Regions from separate parts of the Mus musculus genome. Here region 1 is linked to region 2. Evidence: chromatin contacts called from public Micro-C data. All regions are on one chromosome and are shown on one strand. Each heading gives the region's core, a stretch centred on a gene start, on an enhancer-like site or on the middle of the called end of the contact. The rest is flanking DNA. Distances are from core to core; before and after follow the strand shown.

What was found. A called contact is a pair of places that touch in the nucleus more often than the background predicts.
Region 1: a Micro-C map of embryonic stem cells shows a contact between it and region 2, with 12 times the contacts expected there. The contact joins the promoter of Dlx6 here to the promoter of Peg10 in region 2. A contact is called at or near these places in 2 of 484 Hi-C or Micro-C datasets (both in embryonic stem cells) and 1 of 115 datasets of contacts at active chromatin or transcription factors (astrocytes).

Annotation. Positions count from the first base shown.
Region 1 is chr6:6,861,834-6,867,500 of GRCm38.p6, reverse strand. It overlaps Dlx6 (distal-less homeobox 6), which reads right to left and starts at 4,167. Exons shown (of 4, transcript NM_010057.2): 1 at 3,674-4,167; 2 at 2,230-2,423; 3 at 172-460. The coding sequence starts at 4,121. The coding sequence ends at 209. The region is part of intron 1 of Dlx6os1 (distal-less homeobox 6, opposite strand 1); the gene reads left to right. Dlx6os2 (distal-less homeobox 6, opposite strand 2) reads left to right here and starts at 2,351. Exons shown (of 1, transcript NR_002839.2): 1 at 2,351-3,704.
Region 2 is chr6:4,744,758-4,749,734 of GRCm38.p6, reverse strand. Peg10 (paternally expressed 10) reads right to left here and starts at 2,429. Exons shown (of 2, transcript NM_130877.2): 1 at 2,157-2,429. Sgce (sarcoglycan, epsilon) reads left to right here and starts at 2,531. Exons shown (of 11, transcript NM_011360.3): 1 at 2,531-2,755. The coding sequence starts at 2,647.

The DNA of each region.
Region 1 (5,667 bases), core at 2,918-5,417, 2.1 Mb before region 2:
GGAGGAAAAGAGAAAGGAAGGAGAGGAGATGAGAGGGGGAGGGAGGGAGGGGGGGAGAGAGAGAGAGAGAGAGAGAGAGAGAGAGAGAGAGAGAGAGATCACAGGGCAGTTGCTCTGAGCTCAATGCTTAGGCTGTTTGGCAGATACAACAGAGTCCTGGATCCTCCTTGCCTCCTTCAGAAGCTCCGTAGGCGTTCACTCAGAGAAGTCACATCATCTGTGGTCTCTGCATGGTGTCCTGGTGTGGTGAGGAATACCAGTGTGAATACCCCGGCATGTAGCTGTTGGGAGGCATACTGACGCCCTTGGCAGAGGCAGAAACGTCCCACACTGGAGGCAGGGCTGGTGATCGTGGTGACAGGGCTGCTGAACCCGGGAGGGGGTCACTCTCGTGTGGGTTACTACCCTGCTTCAGCAATTTCTTAAACTTAGAGCGCTTATTCTGAAACCATATCTTCACCTGCAAGACATGTAGTAATTGTCAGGCCAGATAAACATCATACTGGTGCCTTCAGTGTCACCCCAGACTTAAGAAGCAATATACAAACAAACAAGCAAACAAAACAACCATTACCATTCCAAGAAGCCCCTTCCCTTCCCCCTCATTCCCCTCTTTCAAACCATCTCCATCCCTTCACTCTAGGCCTACTAGATGTCTTATTGTGATTCCTGGATTTAATCCTATAGCCTGGGGTTTTTAAAGTAACAGCATAAAATTAGAAAGAAATAAAATGAGATCAGTGGACCCAAAATTTTACAAAGGACTTTTAAGTGAAATAGAGTTTGGCTCACAATTGTACAACTAAATTTACCTCCTTTGGTCTATTCCATTTTTTATATTCACCAACCCCCCACATTTATTATGCTATGCATATCAAGTAGTAAACGATTATGAATTGATTAAAGGTTGTATGTTCATAGCAAAATACCTTGAACATACTTATGCACATCGTGCACACACCATGGCATATGCCTGGGATCTCTTTCTCCAGTCCTGCAAGGATTAAGAAATGCATCAACCCCCACTATCTACCTCCTATGTTGCTTAAGCAAACAGAAGTCATCAATCATCACATGATTGTTGGGGTAGCTACTAAAAGTCAAAAGGCTTCTGACAACTACAGAATCAGGAATCTAAGTTGGCAGCTTATTTAAGTCAACAACCCAAATCTCTAGATGAAAGGAAACCTACAATGTAGCATTACCTTTACAATTCCAGAATCTATTTTCCCAAGAATACGAGTCACGGAGCATCTAGAGCCCTTTCATAGCAAACCTCATACATTTTCAGTGGCAACATGCAGTAGAAACCAGGGTAAGTGAGAAGAGTTCAGGGACGCGGCCTGAAGACACCATTCTGTAAGGTCTTGGCTACTGTCTTATTAGACCCTTGCTGGATGAAGATGATGCCCATCAGAAGAGGCCTTAGCATCCCGTGCAGTTCTCTTGACTGCTGGCTTTTGAGTGCAGGCTGATATACTCACCTATGGGCCCCTTTCTGTGAAATCTGAAATGTCCAGTATACTTTTCAGGTCAGCAGGACTGTTTATTATCTGTGGTGTCCCAGGCCGTGATTTGGGGAACATTCTCTTTGTTTCTCAATTCTGTCAAGTTCTGTGCTCCAGGGAGGTACCTCAGCCTGCACTATTTGGTACCAGAATGATTCAACTACAGAGCTTAATGCAATCTTCAGAAAGTCCTGTCTTACCCATCCCGGAGTGAATGGCTTACACATGGATGTCTTTATTAAGCTGCTAGAGTCTAACTTTTGCTCCTGGTCTCAGCTCATAAGTTTCCTTCCTATGACAATGAGTTGAAATTAATATTAATTCCTAAGGGTCACTAAAGGGTCCTTAAGAAAGGCCTTATTTTGCTTCTTAGCTGGATACTACACACACACACACACACATACACACACACACACTTGTTCTACTTCGTGTTATTCTGCTCTGGAATAAGATTTGATTGAATTTGTTCACCAAAAGATCCTAGGCTCAGCTGGGGTCGCAGAGGGTTGGTGTATATGCAAATCCAATTCAGTATTCAATACCATGTCATTTGTTCCAAACTGTGTGATCCCAGGAAAGTGCACAACTGGAGCACGGGCATTTGTCATTTAGCTCCTTCCATCCTTGGTTGACTAGGCCAAGAATTCCTCCTGGTATGCTCTCTGCACGGTTATCAAGCAGGGCCAGCATTTCAGGGGTACTTGGGCTTCCCGGGAATTACCTGTGTTTGTGTCAGTCCTAAGGAAGCAGCCAGTTCGGCTCTCTCGGGAAGGGCCAGGTATTGAGTCTGCTGAAAGCGATGGTTTAAAGCCTGGAGCTGCAGGCTGGAATAAATGGTCCGAGGCTTCCGAATCTTTTTCCCCTTTCCGTTGAACCTGATTTCCCCGTTTTCGATCACTGTCGTTTTTTGTTGATCTGTAAGCAAATGACACAGAGGAGTGGTCACCCGCGAGGCCACTACTGCCTTCTCCCTTCATGTGACAAGGCTGGCAAGGAGTTTCTCCCAAGTTTAAAAAGAGTTCCTCGTAATATCCCCGCTATACCACTGTGGGCACGTGCCCCCAGAGGCTGTGAAAGCTTCCCTCCGACCGTGTCTCCAACACTAACAATGCATTATGATAGTGGATCGAATCTAGGAAGCCCGGGGCATAAAAGAGACGCTCCGCAACAGCGGAGACAGCGCAGGCCGCTTTCCGAAGTCCGTGGCGCTGTAAGGCTTCTCTTCTCTGGGCCCGAGAGCGGTTTCTTGGCCTGGCTTTTCCCAACGCCTAAAGCTATACCAGAACCACCCGGTTGTTTATGTGACCAGTTAGTTTTGTGTCACCCAGCTGCAAGCTTAGTGCTTTAAGTCCCTTCTGTATGTTTGAAATGATTCTGCTCGCGTGTATCAAAGCCCAGACACAGAACACAACCAGGAGCTCAGAGCAGCTCCAGAGCAGGCTGAGACTCTCTGGACAACGGAGAGCTATCAACCCCAGGCCCTCTGCTTCACTTCCAAGAACAAAGGAGCAGCCAAAGTACTACTGAAAACCCAGAGAGAGGGAGCCAGGTCTGGGGACGTGGGGGGGACACCTCAAAGCCCACGAGGGAAGATTTTAAAAGCAAAACAAAAACAAAAGACAAAACCCAATGTCACTAGTATCTATCGGCTGCAACAGCTTCGTTCCAAGTCACCAAGGGGCACCAAGTGCCCCAGGCAAAGTAGGCCACCGCTCTCCCAGCGTTGAGATGGGAAGCCTTAACTAGCCCTTCAGTCCTGGCCCAGAATTGTCTCCAGTTCTGATAAATGCGGGTCCCAGCAGAGAGGGAAGGGACAAGGTAGAGGGCACACAGACCTGGTGGGCTGGAGGGCGCAGTGGGGACCGTAGAGCCAGGCTAGGGCACAGCCTGGAGGCTCAATGGGAACCACAAGCAGGAGGCGGAGGAGCCAGCGGGCCTCGGGGTGAGCCAGCCGGGGGTCCACGGCGGCGGGAAGGGGCCGGGCAGGGAGAGGCCGGCAGGCAGGCGCCAGGCGATCGGGAGCCCACGGGGCCCGACTGGGGGCGCACGGGGCCGCCCGCAGGAGGGGGCCGGCGGAGGCCCCGGCGTGGAGGAAGTGAGCGGGGCGGGAGGGGTCGGAGGCAGTGGGGAGGCGGGCGAAGCTAGCTGCCTAAGCGGCCTCTCACCTGTGTCGTCCCCGCGCGTCTGGGCGGCCGCGCTGCTGTTGTGGTAGGACTGGAGGTAAGGGCTGTGCTGCGAGTGGCTCATGTAGGGGTAGGCGGCGAGCGATCGGTGGTTGTAGGAGTTGCCTCCGCTCGACGCGTAGGGCGAGCCGTGGTGGTGGTGCTGGTGGTGGTGATGGTGGGAGCCGGCCGCCGCCGCCGCCGCCGCGGCCGAGTGCAAGCAGTGCAGAGGGTAATGTGCGCCTGCCATGGCCGGGGAGGTCTGCTGCGAGTGCGGCTGCGGCGGCGGCGGCGGTGGCGGCGGCGGCGGCTGCTGTTGCTGCTGCTGCTGCTGCTGTTGCTGCTGCTGTTGTTGCTGCTGCTGCTGTTGCTGCTGCCCGAACTCCATGAAGGCGGATTTGGACGAGTCCTGGCCTTCCAAGCCGTCAGCCATCGTAGTCATGGTCATCATCAAAACTTTGGGGGCTGGAGAAAGCCTTCTCCCGGGTTTCTTTCACCCTCCCCCACTTGGCTCGCACCGCTCTCCCCTTTGCAGCCACCTTAGCTCCCGGGATCCTTGCAAAAAAATAAAAAAAATAAAAAATAAAAAAAAATTTAAAGGAGGGGGCAGAGGTGGTTCTCTTCCTCACTCTTCTCTAATATATACATATATATATTTAATATAAAGAGATATAGTGAGCAGGGCCTTGTTAACCCAAAGGGAGGAGGAAGGGGGAGGGATGGGAGAGGAGAGGGGGGAGGGGGAATCTGCTCTCTTCTCCCCCCCCTTGCTTTTCCCCCCTTGGATTTTTGGGGGCTGGTGCAGTTTAAAGCAGAGATTTTAAGGTGGATTCTGCGAAAGTTGCGCGTCTGCTTTCAGACTTGATGCAGACGCCACGAGTCGAATGGTTTGTCTCCAAAGGGCAGCGCCTTCCTATTGGTCAGTCGCCCCCTGACGTCACAGGCGCACCGCTTCTACTGGCGTGTGCGCTGCTTGTGGAGTTCTTCGCCTACCTTAAGCAACTAACTACAAGCTCAGCCCAGAGGTGCAACCTGGGGCCGCCCGGAGCTAAAGGGGAGCAGCGGTGGAGGGAGGCGCCCGGTAGGCTGCAGACGCATCCTGTCGAAGCTCCAACCCTGCTCCAAGCCCTTGTTTCCAGGCTTGGAGACTCGGAATAGCCTGGCTGGAGGCTGATCGCTTTCAATTCATTTGCACCCTTTCAGGTTGCCTGTGTTCAGAAGCAGTGGCCCTAGCATTTAAAACCAGATCCCCCCCCCTTCACTTGACTTTCCCCCTCCCTCAGGACCCCAACTCTACTCCCAAGGGAGCACTTTTGCACTGTGGGTTTTTCCAGAAGTACTTTATTAATGCCATTGATGGAAGAAAAACCTCTATATCTGGGCTCCAACTCATGGCAAGGGTCGGGGATAGTAAAGAAAGAAAAATCAGACCCTGCTCTGTTGAGATTCCTGTTGTTTTCGGCCCTAGTTCCTATATATTGACCCCCCCCCCCTCAACAGAGGAGGAATACCAACTACCCCCAGAACGCAGCAGCCTGCTCTGAAAGCGAGAGTCGTTGGAGGGCTGACAGGAATGCATTTTCTTCCTATTGAAAACAGAAGCTACTGTAATGCTTTCAAATATATGCAAATGATACATGCGGTTAGTGGTTTGGCAAATCTTGATTACAATATAAACTACCCAAGTAAAAGTGCCTTCGTCCTAAATTTGTCTCTCGATTACAATTCCAATTGATTTTATTTTATTGTCAACATTGTTAATGATAAAAATAGAGTCGTTTTACAGTTATTTTTACTTTCTGGAAGGAGGCAATTAGAGTTCTAATCAGGAATACACAAAAATCTCCCATGATTAACTGCAGTACTTTGTTCAAATTGCTGCTATAAAATTCAGAACAATTTGCCTGTAATGATTATGGACTGGGTTTATTTTGGGAGGTGGAATAAAAGTGGATATAGCATAAATTATCCTCTAATTATACACCAGTGTCGCTTCA
Region 2 (4,977 bases), core at 1,180-3,679:
AAAATATTTTTAAATTTAATTTTTAATTTAAAATAAGTAATTGCCTTCATTGCTTCAAGGCATCAGTTAGGCCTTTTTAAAAGTTCCCATATCCCCCACTATCAGGAGTTTTAATTGTGGGATCTTTTTATTTAATAATGCAATGCACTTATTAAAAGTGCTTATGCATGTTAGGTATACTTATTATTATTGTTGTTAATTATTCTTATTATTCTTCTATTTACTAGACACCTGTGGACAAAAAATAAAACCGCGCAACAGAGAAACCGCAGGGAGGCGGGGCTGTGCAGCCAGGCTCAGACAGGCAGAGGCGCACATGCGCACTGGAGGCAAACCTGAAGGGAGGGGTTGCAGCCCGCATTGCGCAGGCGCAAGCAGGCTGGGGGAAGGCGGGGCTCTGGGCCACCTTGGAGGAGCTCTGGGAGGAGCTGAACAGTAAGAGAGGCGGGGCCTTGGGGGCGGGGGCTAGGCAGGCCACCTCAGAGGAGGCGGGCCTTGGGGGTGGGGACCAGGTAGGCTGGCTCTAAGGCGTCAGCACTTGGGAGGTTGGGCCTGTGGAAGCATGTTCTGGAAAAGCGCGCGACAGGCGAGGCGCGCGGCCTCTCTGCAGATGAGGCAAGGCTAGATGGGCGGGGCAGGTCTGAGACTGGCTACAACAGGGCTGCAGAATGACTGCATGCCTCCCCCCGCCCCCCTACCTCCCCAGACCCCTCCCACCAGCTCCCAACCACCAGATCCCTTCCGTGCAGCAAGAGTGAATCCCCCACCTCCCACCGTCCCATCATCTCCCACCTCCCATCATCTCCCACCTCCCATCATCTCCCACCTCCCACCTTGGCTTCGTGCCCACCCAGAAAACCGGACAGTTTCCACAAACTGTTGCTGGACACCCATTCGTGTCCCCAAGTCCAGTGCACCGTCACCGTCACCTCAATCAATCACCACTAGACAAGGCAGGCCATTCCGCCATCTCCAAAATCCAGCACCCCTCCACTCCACTGCCATAAGCAGGAGTTACGTGGGCAGAATGTTAAAACCAATTTTGGCCTCCCAGGGCTCCATTTTGTTTACCACCAGCACCACCACCATCATGCAGATAGCCGTCCGACAGGAAAACGGAGCCAGTTTTGACCCGAAAGGTGAACTGTGTTGTCCCCTCACCAAGGAGAGATACGTTCTCTCGTCTTCCCAACGCTACTTTCTGTGTCACTTAAGAGGCTGCAGGTCTTATGCCTGTGCCGCAGTTTGTAGCGCATTTTCTAAATTCACTCTTGTTGCGCTTTTGCGTTTGGTTACTCTCCTGCAGCTTTCCAAATTGAATACGTGAAACACGAATCGGTTTTGGGTATCACCGTAGTTCGGGCTGGTTTGTGGCGCATGAAGCGCCCCGTTCGCCCCGTTCACAGGTTCGCCTGTTCGCCCGTTTCATTTGCTCGTTCGTACGCTGAAGCGCATGAAGCGCCCATTAGTACAGTGAAGCGCATGGCGCGCCCATTAGTACAGCGAAGCGCATTAAGCGCTCATTAGTACATCGTAGCACATGAAGCGCCCATTAGTACAGCGAAGCGCATGAAGCGCCCATCAGTTCGTAGCGTGTGAAGTGCCTATGAGTATTTTGTAGCGCATGAAGCGCCTATGAGTATTTTGTAGCGCATGAAGCGCCTATGAGTATTTTGTAGCGCATGAAGCGCCTATGAGTATTTTGTAGCGCATGAAGCGCCTATTAGGATTTTGTAGCGCATGAAGCGCCCGTTAGTTTATCACAGCGCAAGACGCGGCCGTCTGCAGTGCAATCCGTTCGTAGCGCGGCACTTAAGAGTGCAGAGCCAGTCACTTTGCAGCGTATTTGGGGAGCTCATCACAATTCGGTCAGTAGCTCATGTGCGTCTGCAGCTCATCGCTGTCCGCAGCTCATGTGTCTACCGACCATTTCTGGACGCGAGTCGTGGAAACCGAATTCGCGGACCCGAAGCCGTGAAGACTTGCTTTCCACGCTCTCGTCTCAGGATCTGGCCACTGAAGGCTTGACAAAATTTGCGAGGAGATATTTTGGGGGGCGCTACTTTTATCTCCCGCAGCTCCCGATGTAAAACGGGGATTGCGTGTGACCGTTTTCTTGGAGTTAAAAAAAAAAAAAAAATCCTAACCATACTCACCACACGAGGATTCCTCTGCGATGCCACGAAGGATGAGGGGTCCCGCGACGGCCCGGTCCACTGGGTGACCGCGGTCCGGAGAAGGCTCCGGACCGCAGCCCGCGCAGCAGACCTAGGCGAGGCTCGGTGGACCTTCTCGGTTGGCTGCTCTCCCCAGGTCGTAGTTGGTCAGGATTCTTCGACACACACCAACTCAAGTTGGAAACGCGTGTATCGGGAGTCCGGACTGCTTGCCTTATATAGAGAGATCCTAGGAGGGGGGGCGCCAAATCCCAGCGTGCTTCGCGAGCAGCGGGGGCGGAGGGGGGCGCGTGGGCGGGCGCCTTGGGGGATGGGGTGGGGGCGCGGCATGCACTGCTTTGGCCCGCCGCTAGGGGCAGCATGGGCTCAGGAAGGGGGGGTGCGCGATGCTGAACTGGCCAAGCTGGGAGGAAAAAAAGAAAGGGAGGGGAGGGGAGGATCGAGGACGGTTGGCTTAGGCAGGCCAAGAATGCTATTATTCTGGTGGTGGGAGCTGGGAGACCCTTGTGCTTGGACGGGAAAGGGTCGGGGGACACTCAAGATGAGCCCCGCGACCACTGGCACATTCTTACTGACAGGTTAGTGGCCTGCGCGCGACATGGAGGTTCAGGGGCCCACAGGCCGCCGCCTCACACTCCCCCACTCGGGTTCCGGGGTACCAGGGCGTGCCCAAAGGGTGCTAGTCCCGCTCTATGCCCAATGCCTCCCCCTCACAGCACCCCTCTTTCAGGACACCCTGCAGCCCACCTTTTGGGCCAAGTGGGTCCCTCCCCAGGCTTGACCCCTGGCCTTCTCTTTCTCTCTGCACCCCCACGGCCCCTCCCTGTCCAGCAGGGCAGGAATTCAGCTCCAGTTTCCATTAAGAAGGGCGCCCCTCCTCGCCCCCCCAGCCTAGTGGTGGACATCTTCTGATCCCTGAAACAGACTTGGGGGGTCGTTGCCCCTCGGGGTGGGGATGGGGGTTTTATCCCACAATTGAGACTCCCTGGCCTAGATGTGAACCAAAGGACATGTCTGGCCAGCTGCTTTCTCTCTTACACAAAGATGTACATCTTTTCTCATTTTCTGGGATCTGGTTGAGAGAGAAAAAGACCACCAAAATGTGACATTTAAAAGATCGAAGCCCCCCCCCCCCCGCGCGCTTTTTTTTTTTTTTTTTTTTTAAAGCATATTTCCTGGTGGCGCGAACCTGATTTTTCCTTAGGTTTTACCGAACACGGAAGCAGGATCATGAAATTCTGGGAGCCAAACGGCGGTGTGCAGGTCAGGGTCAACCATGGCTGGGGGCCAGAGATGCTGCAAACAGCACCCATTGCCCTACTAAATACGTTACGAAGGGAAAGCAAGAACAATTGAAAACAGCTGTGGATGCTTCCAATGTTCTTGGCGGGCTTTGGAAGCCTTCAGCTACGGACTTTGTGAGGTTTACACGGAGACCTCAGCTTCCCCCCCCACCCCGCGCCGTTTTATGTTTCTAAATCTTGTGGGTGAATGAATGTTTTGGGGAGCAGTAACTGTAGGTTCAAACCTTTGAAACAGGTCACCGAGACTCAGCTCCAAGCATTTCCTTGGCTTGAAACATAAACCTGTAAATTTTTTTTGTTTGTTTGTTTGTTGTTGTTGTTTTGTTAGAGAAATTTGCAAAGGAACAAGGCATTCAAATACTGACTGGGAAAGGATGTTAAATAAAACCTTAATTCGGATTCCCACCTAAGCTGCTCAAAGTCTTAGGTGCTGAGAAAATTAACAATCTGTTGCTAATCTTTGTCAAAAAAGTTAAGGTTAAAAGGAAAATCAAATTGTCTACAACTGAGTTAGATTTATAAATCACAGATGAAACATATTTGTTTTTTAAAGACTAAAACTGAGCATATTTCAGCAATACTTCTGCAGCATTTTTTTTCCTTAAAGGAAAAACAAGACTTTGACCCATTGTGAACGACAGGACCCTGCGCTGTACAAAGCATTAAGCTTTTTAGCACTAAGCAAAACTCATTCATTTCCTGGGAATCTACTTATTAGAAATTAAATGTTGACCTCCAGAAATAAATAAGTGCAGATTTCCAAGAGCAAAGGACATTTATCTAGGAAATTGGGCGAACATAATCATTACTTTTAATTTAAAAGTGTTTATCCTTTTCTGCAAGACAGACTGATTCCAGGATTTTAAAACAATGTTTATTTAACAGTCCCTGTTCCGGTGACTGCGGGACTCTCATATGCTTACGAGCAATTTCTTTCACCCTCAAAGTTAATTCACCAAGCTGTTCACTGAGAGCTTTTTAAGAGTTCACTTTTAAAAAACTGACACTTACAGAAAACATGGATCTAAAAAGTAAGGAAAATTCAAGTTTTAAAAATCACCCATCTTTCAGAGCTTAAATTTATTTGACTTTTTCATTTCAAAATGTTAGCCAGTATTTTTATTTTTTGATTGATTGACGGCCTAAAAAATAGATATGGCTTTGTTGGTACTTGTGTAATAATAGTAATTCTCTCTCATGGTCCAAGTTCCAGAAGGTACCTTACTAAGGCAACCAAGATCACCTGTGACATCCTTGGCTTGCTCTGGTGTCGGCAAAGTGCGGTTTGCCCTTCCAGACTTCCCTCTATGCTTACAGAGGGATCTAAAGAATATGGGTTTTTATAGGGTTGTATATACTTTTTTTTCTCAAAATTAAATATTGAATCAAATTAATTTCTTCCCCTGTTTTCTTTCCAAGTAGTGGATTTTGAGCATCAAATAATACTAATTTTACAATTTTCTTTAAAAATAAGCAACATTAAATTAATATTTCCT